Linked DNA regions of Mus musculus: region 1 is linked to region 2. A link is a contact called in public Hi-C data. All regions are on one chromosome and are shown on one strand. The core of a region is the stretch at or near the end of the contact, and the rest is flanking DNA. Distances in the headings are between cores, read along the strand shown.

Region 1 (4,435 bases), core at 1,041-3,540, 520 kb before region 2:
ATGGTGGTATGCAGGCAGCAGTGATGCTGGAAAAGGAGCTGAGAGATCCACATCTTGATCCACAGGCAGTAGACGGAGACCGTGAACCTCCCGGGGCATAGTTTGAGCATGTATAACCTCAAGGCCCACTCCCACAGTGACACACTTCCTCCAACAAGGCTACCCCTCCCTGTGGATCTGTGGGGACCATTCCCATTCAGACCACTGTGGGGAGGGGGTAGCTTGAGGGAGCATCTATTCACCTGGAAGAAACCCCTCACCAATGGGAGTAAGGCCAATAGACTCATTGGTAGCCCACGGTGAAGTCTGGTTGCAATATGCCTACCTGGTTTGTTTGGGGACCTTGGAGTAGGGGAACAATACAGAGGGAGGAAGATCAGGGATTCAAGGTCATCTTCAGGTACATAGCAAGTTTGAGGCCAGCTTGTGTGTGTGTGTATGAGAGAGAGAGAGAGAGAGAGAGAGAGAGAGAGAGAGAGAGAGCTCATTGAGTAAAGGCACTTGCTGCTAAGCCTAAGGACTTGGATTGGTCTCTGGGACACACAAGGCAGAAGCAGAGAACTGACTCCAGCAAGTTGTCCTGACCTCTCTGTGTAAGCCGTGGCATTCTCATGCACACAAATAAATGATGTAACAAATATTAAAAATAAAATATAGCATAATGTTGATGTCTAGACAACCGGAAAGGCTATGGCTCTCTCCCGTGCCAGGACACATTTGTCTCCTGTCAGATTTTTCTAGGGACGGAGGGGAGGCTGAGCCCGTGTCCCAGCGTGCCTGTCAGCCAGCCATCTAACCTGCACTGAAAGTCTGGGAGAGGTGCCAGGGCCAGACACACTGGGCAGCAGGAGGCTGGATCCAATCCAGAACCGTGCCTTGGTAACTCTAGTGTACAAGGAGGTGTGGGTGTGCTTGGCTTGGGGTCAAGAAAGCCTGAGACCACTTGTGTGTGTGTGTGTCTGTGTGTGTGTGTGTGTGTGTACTCTGTAACAAGATGCTGGCAGGAAGCTAAAAGGTACATGTCTGCCAACCGGCAGGCTCTTCACGTTGCTCTACAGGGACCAGCATACCGTTCACGTTGCTCTGCAGGGACCACTGAGATCTTTCCACTGGGCCTAGGTTTGAACAGCCTACAGCTTCCACACAGGAAATAAGACGTCAGGCCTGGCATTTGAACTCCGGGCTGGAGGCATGGAGGGGTGGGGGTGGCAAGCTTTTTTTTTTTTTCCTTTTAAATATCTTAAACATTTCATTTATTTGTTTGTGTATGTATGTATGTATGTATGTATGTATGTATGTATGTATGTATGTATTGTGTGTAAAGAGAAAGGCAGTCAAATTGAATCGAACAGGTGAGCTGAGAAACTCTGGGGAGAGTAAAGAGGCAGCAACCCGGTCTGGAGACAGGGGGGTGCTCAGAAAGGTGGGAAGGTTTAGAATTGACCACTACAGAGAGGGCTTTATTTTACTTTATATTCACTTGGCCATGTGCCTCCTGCCTCCATCGTGTGGTTGCATATATGTGAAGCACGGAGCTCACTCATGTGGCGGTCAGAGGACAATTTACAGAATCCAATGCTCTTCTTCAGTCACGTGGGGCCCAGGGCTAGAACTCCAATCGTTTGTTTGTTTGTTTGTTTGTTATTTTTCAAGACAGAGTTTCTCTGCGTACCTTTGGCTGTCCTGGAACTTGCTCTGTAGGTCAGGCTGGCCTTGAACTCAGAGATCTGCCTACTAGGATTAAAGACATGTGCTATCATCACCCCGCTGGAACTCAGATCTTTAAGCTTAGTGGCAAGCATCTTTACCTGTTCAGCCATCTCAGGACAGGATGGGTGGTTGGAGGGGGTTGCCGGGGGTCGGTTCAAGAAGGGATTTTCAAACCTGGCATTGAGGCTCATGTCTGCAAAACCTGTACTCCTGTGGCTGAGGTAGGAGCAGGTGTTCAAGGCTAGCCTGGGCTACACAGTGAGACTATCATTGAACAAAGTGGAAAGGGTTCCACTCCAGCAAATCCAGGGGAAAGGAAGGACTCTAAGAGTCAGAATCCAGGGTCTATCTAGATAATGGGTGGCTGAGCAGAGGTGGGGGCTGGGGCAGAGAAGGGCCAAGGAGTTGGAGCTGCATCTAGACAGAGATCACTAGTTGACGAGGGGAGGAACCAGGTCCCGAGGGCTGGGTTTGTACCCCTTTGCGCTCCCCGTAGGCGGAGCCCTGGGCGGGATATATCCGGGCGTGGAAGCATGATGGGCGTGGCCAGCTGGGGTTGGGCTTGGGGGTCCCAGGGACTGGGGCGGGGCGCGGGCTGGCGCTGCGCAGCCGCGGGGCGGCATCCGCGCATGCGGGACTTACTCGGTTGCAGCCGGCGCCTACTGCCACTCCCGGGAGCATGAAGGACCGAACCCAGGAGCTCCGCACGGTGAGTCCGATCCTCGTGCGCCGCTCACCCGGCGTCTTGTAATTCTCCACTTTGTTCCGGCATGCCACCGAGGCACCTACAAGGGGACGGAGGGAGCCTTGCAAAGCTGAGGGACCCTCGAACCCCCATGGGAGTCCCACCCCTCCGATCTACTTCTGGTCACGGACTCGAGCCCTTCAGCACCGGGACTGATGGCTAGAACCTGGGGTTTTGAGGAACTTTTCAGGGCGTTCCTGTTTGGGGCGATTTGGAGGGCTGTTAAGGGGTTTCGGTGGCGGGATGCAAAATCGTGACCGTTCTTCGCCCGCTTGTCACCGTCCTTGCACTGTCCCCTGGAGGCTGAACCTCTCGTTTCCTTCCCACCCCCCTGCCCAGAGTTCCCCTCCCAACCCCATCCTTGGGCGCGCTGCGGAAACGAGGCCGCCGGGTGGGGGTGGCCTCTGCGGGAGCCGTCTCTTGGGGCTCCCCATCACCTGTGGCTCCCATCACCTGTGGCTCCCGATCCACCCTGGTCGCTTTAGGGATACCCGGCTTGCTCTGGATTAAAGGACTCAACCATATCTACCCTTGGTCCACCTTTGGGCTTCCAGGCAACCCAGGCTGTCATTTCCCAGACCCTTCCCGGATTGCCAGGTCTAACTGCGACCTGGATCTATTTTCCTACCTGTGTGAGAGAGGCCTCTGGGGTGTGGCTCTTAGGGCGGGGTTTCGAGATGAGTAGAAGGCAGTAGAAAGGTTCTAAGTCAGAGCCCATGATCCTTCAATCATGAGACCCCACTTTTAACACAGGGGAGTGCCCTTCTCTGGCCTCAGACCCTAGAGGGACAGAAATTAAGCTCTCCCGTGAGAGGGTTAAATAAGGGCGCCACATCAGATTGTCATATCTGATTCCTCAGCAAACCCCACCCGTTGATTTCTGGGTGTCCCCCCAAGCTGGGTGGCGTCCTAGATCCCTCTCATCTTGTGCCCCACTTACAGCCCTTCATAGAAAGTTTTGTTTTGGGGCTTTTGACCTAATGGCTGTGATTTCTGCCTAGCTTCTCCATCTGTGCCTGGATCCCTCTACCATAATACCAGCCATATCTATGCTCTCCAGTCTAGCCTTCATCCTGTTCCTGACCTGCAAGCGACCCCCACATGCCTTCAGACCTGTATTATTCCTGGCTGGATGCCCAGTGCCTCATCTATTTCAAAGGAAACAGACAGCCTTTCAAGTCATATATAGTGTTTAAACACTTCCCCACCCGCCCCTTGTCGTTGCCCTCAAGTTTCCGGTGTTTTTATGTTTTACGGTTTTTTGTTTTTTTTTTTTTTTTATGTAAAATCCTTCTCTGTACCCCAGGGTGGCTTGGAACTATATAGTCTCATTGGGTCTTAAACTCAAAGCAATCCTCCTGCCTCGACTTCATGAGTGCTGAGATGACAGCACACACTATTGTGTCAGACTGGTGACAGATTGAATCAGATAGCATGTCCAGGTGATAGATGGCAGTGATGTGGTCACCCCAACGTGTGCCCCAACCCGTGTGACTGTCATGATTGTATGAGGAAACCACAAGCCACGAACACAGGCCTTTCCACGTGGTAGCAGCCTTTCGCTTATCAGCCTTCAGCCTCTCTGCTAAAGCTGAAACTGAGGCACAGCAAAAGTGGCCCACTTGTTTGTTGGAGGAGTGGTCAGTTGATCAGGGTCAGACAGCTTGGGTCGTAAAAAGCTTGAACCTAGAGCTATGGCCCCAACACTGTCCTGGGTAGCCCTGCATAGCGATGACAAACTTGACTTCAAACTAACGCTATATGCGTTCTACCCAACCCAGGCATCAAATCCACTAGAGACAGTCCTCTCAGCTATCTGGCCTTGACCGGGGTTGGGAAGGGAGTGGTCCTAGCTGTTCCAAGCATGGCTGGGGTGAAATAGTCTTGGGGGCTGCTGTCATTCTTAGAAATCCCTTGCTCTCCTGGAGTTCCAGTTTGTGAGATGCAAAGAGGACACTCGGAACTAGAAAGGTAGCTCGG
Region 2 (4,548 bases), core at 708-3,207:
AACTAGACACTGCCTACCAGTCTTCCTGTTGGGCAACTAGGAAAAATGTTACTTATGGCTGGAAACATTCAAGTGCCTCAATTCTATCACTCTGTATTAAGTTCAAACTAAAAAAAAAAAAAAAAAAAAAAAAAAAAAAACATTTTAAAAGTGATTTTGGGTGTATGTATATGGAGGGGTATTCATGGCACGGCTTGAGTATGGAGGTCAGCAGACAACTTGGACAAGTTGGTTCCCTTCCTGGGATGAAACTCAGGTGGCCAGACTGGTTGGCAGGAGCCTTTACCCCTTAGCCACCTCCGCTGGCCGTAAGCTCAAACTTTTATGTCTAACTTATTGCCTCAGTTTTAAGTCGGATGCTATAAAATAGCTCCAGTTTATTTTCTTCTTTCAGTTTAAAAATAAAAGAGGTTGGGGGGGGATATGAAAACTTTTTTTTCTTTTTTTCTTTTTTTTGGCAACAACGCCCAAGGTTCAAAAGATCTGAGAAATTTAAAAAGCTCCAAACTCTATAGACATTGAGAGGTAAGTGGACGGTGGTCTCTCTTTCCCCTCCCGGGGTACAACTACCCCATTTCCCCCCTCAGACACAAGAAGTGGACCCAGGGGTCTCAGAAACAAGAGGTGGTGTAAAGTCCCCTGGGGTGAAAAGGCTTTCTTCCGAGCAAGGTCCATTTATAGAACACACAGGCCCTCCCTATCTCTTCCATCTTTCCTACTCACAGAACACGACAGGGGACCTGCCTCTGGCTGAAGTCAACTCAGATCTTCAAAGTAGAACTCGGAGAGCCAGAGTAGAAGAAATCTACCGGCCCGGCATCCGCAGTGGGATCCGAGGAGTTGTACTCTCAGAAACAGATTTTACATACAGATGAACTGATGACTACACACCCCGAGCCTCACAACTTGATTCAGTCCGATCAATACAGCATGCATAAAAGCCTGAGGTAAAACTGGATAGTGGCTTTTTGTTGATAACTGCGGTGGAATTTTGGCCATCTGCCCTGGTCAGACCAGACAAATAAGGCAGGCGGTCTGCTTATTAGCTGTCAGGCATATTTTGGAGGGTGAAAGCAAAACCTCAAATCAGGAGTCTGAGTATCACTGGACAGCTTATGCCGGCACGCAAAGCTCTGACAATCCAAGCGCCTCAATTCCTACCCCAGGCTGCGCGTCCCCGTTCCTCCAAACCCCCGGGCCATTTTACAAGTTGGACCACACTTCACATTTCTTACGGTCCTTCCCATCACTCAGACCCCTTTGGCCCAGCCTCTGAGGCCAACAGCTGGGGCTGCTGAGAGCCAAGTTAGAGGCACCGTTGAGCGAGATGCTGGGAAGTGTAGGGAGAGTCAATACTAAAGTAAGGCGACCAGAGCCACCCTTCACACCCCCACCTTGGCGTTCCCACACTTGGCAAAAACCAAGCGACTTCCAAGTGCTTCCCCTATCCAGGAGCACCCTTCCGTCAGTCCCCTTTCAACTCCCTTTAGCCTCCCTTGTGACCCCTGATGGTGCTCACTGAGACCGTCCCCTCAGCCGCAGGAATCTGCAGTTCCCCAGAGTGCACCCCGACCCCTATGCCAGTGGAGATGCCCAGGTAGATCCCGAACCTCCCTGGGACCCGCCTAGTTCCCTACCCCAAAATGATTCCGATCGCAGCCACCTTGCCTAATTCCTTCCCGAGTCTGCAAGTCCCACTCCCTTCCAAGCCTCTCTTGCACCCTGCATCACTCCAAGTGCCCCAGGGATGCCCCAGGGTTCTCGAATCTCACCTGAGTCCGCTCGAAGCTCTCGCGCTCCGCAGCCTCCATCCCAGCACCAACTCCGCGGCGGCTCAACACTTTGGGCAGCGGGTTGGATACCTGCTTCATGGAGCTGGCCATTCGGTCCATGTTGTCTGGGTGAACAGAGTCAGGGGCCCTCGGCCGCCCCGGGATCCCCGCGGAGCCTCCCGCCCCTCCCTACCCGCGGGGATCCGGCGCTAACGGGGACAGATTCCGTCTTCCATTGGTTGACAGCGCTGTCCATCTCCCTCAGAACCCACCCCATGTTTCCAAGAGGCTTTTCCCCACACCCCTCTTCCCACTTCGGAGGCGCTCCGCTCACTTCACCCGCTGCCCGCCTCAGGGCGGTCCGCATACTATGACTGGTCTGAAGGTTTGTCCATTATCATTAGTGGGCAGGACCTGGTGGGCTGCTGTCCTAACCTGCCCCCTAGGCTCCGCCCCATAATCGATGCACCGCCTTCCAGGCCTCTACATGCACTGTCATTGGTCTGAAGACTTATCTGTCAACAGGCTGGCTTGATGGGCTGCCCTAACCTTTTCTTGTTGGCTCCACCCTACATCCGTCACTCTTCCTTTGTTCCCACCCCCCAGGACCATAAAAGCACTATGATTGCTCTGAAGGCTTGTCCGTCATGCTAGTGGGTGGGGCCTGGCTGCCACAGACCAGCCCTTGCTGACTCCACCCTACTTCGAAGCGCCACCTCCTGGGCCCTTCTCTGCTGCGGGTTTCTGAGCAGTAGGACCTGCGGTCCAGCCGGCGCCACGAGTTCCCGAGGGGATGGAAAGGCAGATCAAGGGAAGCATGGCTGCACACCATGCTTCACCGGCTTGCTGGGGAACTCTGCGTCAGTGTGGACCCGCGATGGCGGCCTTAGTGGTCCTCGAAGTCCCCTCCTCGTGCATTCCTTTCTGCCCGTTCTGGAGGACCGTTCTGGAGGGTCCCCAAATACTGGCCTGTGATTGCGAGGATCTCCCCAGAGCTTTCCAAACTTTGCTTCGTTCTCACCTTATCTCGGTAGAAACCCCAACAGATGCTCTTTGTTCAACTATGGTAGGGTCCACTCCTCCCATCCTGTTCTGGGAGCACCTACAGACTGGGAAGTGCTCCTCAGCAAAGAAAAAAGTTACAGGTTCTTCACTAACAGAACTAGTGGCACCGTTAAGCATTAAGCAATTTGATGGTGCTATCCATCTAGCTCTGCAATAGAAGCCAGTACAAGTCTCACTTGTACTAGGCAATGTTTTAATTAATGACAATATCAAACTCACTATGTCGCTGAGTCCCTTGAATCCCTGAGCCTCTTGCCTCTTCCATTCAACTGTTAGGATTATAGGCGTGGGCCTCTAGGCTTGACTTTCCTTTAACGTTTTACACACATTTTGTACCTGTGTGTATGTGTGGGACTGTGTTCATACGGCAGCACTCTGTGGAGGTCAGAAAGCAAATTAGATTCTGTTCTCTACCGTGTGGACCCCAGGATCTGACTTGAGTGATAGGCTTAGTGTAGCAACCTACCCACTGAGTGGTCACACCAGGGATGCTCTTTAAAAACAGTGTTTCAAGACGGGTGGTGATGGTCCACAGCCTTAGTCTCAGCACTCAAGAGGCAGAGGCAGATGGATCTCTGAGTTCAAGGCCAGCCTTGTCTATAGAGTGAGTTCCAGGACAGCCAGTACTGCACACACATGCACACCTACATGCACAAAGATAATATTTCACTAAAAAGTTGAGATTGGCTTTGAACTCCCAGAAATCCTGCCTCAGCCTCTTGAATGCTAGGATTACAGGCATATACCTGTATACAGACTACCCACAGACACCCTCCCCCCAGCCTCCCACACTGAAAGAGATGCGGTTTGCAGGTGTGTCGCACCGTGTGCAAGCACATTCGTGCACCTGTGCACATGGAGATCTGAGGCCGATGTCAGGGGTCATCATCACTCTTGAATCTCGCATTGACTTAGGGTCTCATGGAACTCAGGGTTTGTTGATATGGCTAGCCACACTAGCCTGTTGGCTCTGAAGAGTCTCTGTCTCCCACTTCAGAGGCTGGAATTTCTAGGCGGGCCACACAAACCAGCTGGCCTAGGGTCCCGACTGTGGCGATGTGCACACACACCCTTGCTCGGCAATGGCTTTCACTACTGTGCCATCATCAGAAGAGGAGTTTAATTCGAAGCGGCCAATGACTTTTTCTAAATTAAAGCCTGGGTGAAAGTTCACATTTGATAGAGGCATAAAAGAGGAGTGAGCATTTGCAAGCACCAAGAAGGCTTTTGCTGGGCACAGTGGCATTGTGGGCACCAAGTTACAAAGCCTAGATGAAAGTGGTCCGAGGGAGTAGGAGCAAAAGTAGATTAGAATCTTAGTTAGGGCTCCTATTGCTGTGATAAAACACCATGACCAAAAGCAAGCTGGGGAGGAGAGGGTTTATTTAGCTTACACTTCCACATTGTAGTCCATCAGTGAAGGAAGTCAGGGCAGGAACTCAAAAGGGACAGAAGCCTGGAGGCAGGAGCTGATGCAGAGGCCTGAGTGGCTTGCTCCTCACTGTCTGCTCAGCCTGCTTTTCAGTAGACACTGGGACAAGTAGCCCCATCCACAATGGGCTGGGCCCTCCCTGCCATCAGTCACTAATTAATACCCTACAGTTGAATCTTCTGGAGAAGTTGCATTTTCTCAATCGAGGTTCCCTCCTTTCAGATGACCCTAGCTTGTGTCAGGTTGACATAAAACTAGCCAGGACAGCTGGGGAGACTC

Evidence for each region. Hi-C and Micro-C count contacts between places; a contact is called where the count stands out from the background.
Region 1: a contact with region 2 is called in a Hi-C map of CD8 T cells, with 3 times the contacts expected there. The contact joins the promoter of Stx1a here to the promoter of Hip1 in region 2. A contact is called at or near these places in 1 of 39 promoter capture datasets (cranial neural crest), 4 of 484 Hi-C or Micro-C datasets (CD4 T cells, CD8 T cells, Th1 cells and 1 more) and 1 of 115 datasets of contacts at active chromatin or transcription factors (pancreatic cancer cells).

The regions. Positions count from the first base shown.
Region 1 is chr5:135,021,192-135,025,626 of GRCm38.p6, forward strand. Stx1a (syntaxin 1A (brain)) reads left to right here and starts at 2,291. Exons shown (of 10, transcript NM_016801.4): 1 at 2,291-2,419. The coding sequence starts at 2,390.
Region 2 is chr5:135,543,165-135,547,712 of GRCm38.p6, forward strand. It overlaps Hip1 (huntingtin interacting protein 1), which reads right to left and starts at 1,958. Exons shown (of 31, transcript NM_146001.2): 1 at 1,773-1,958. The coding sequence starts at 1,892.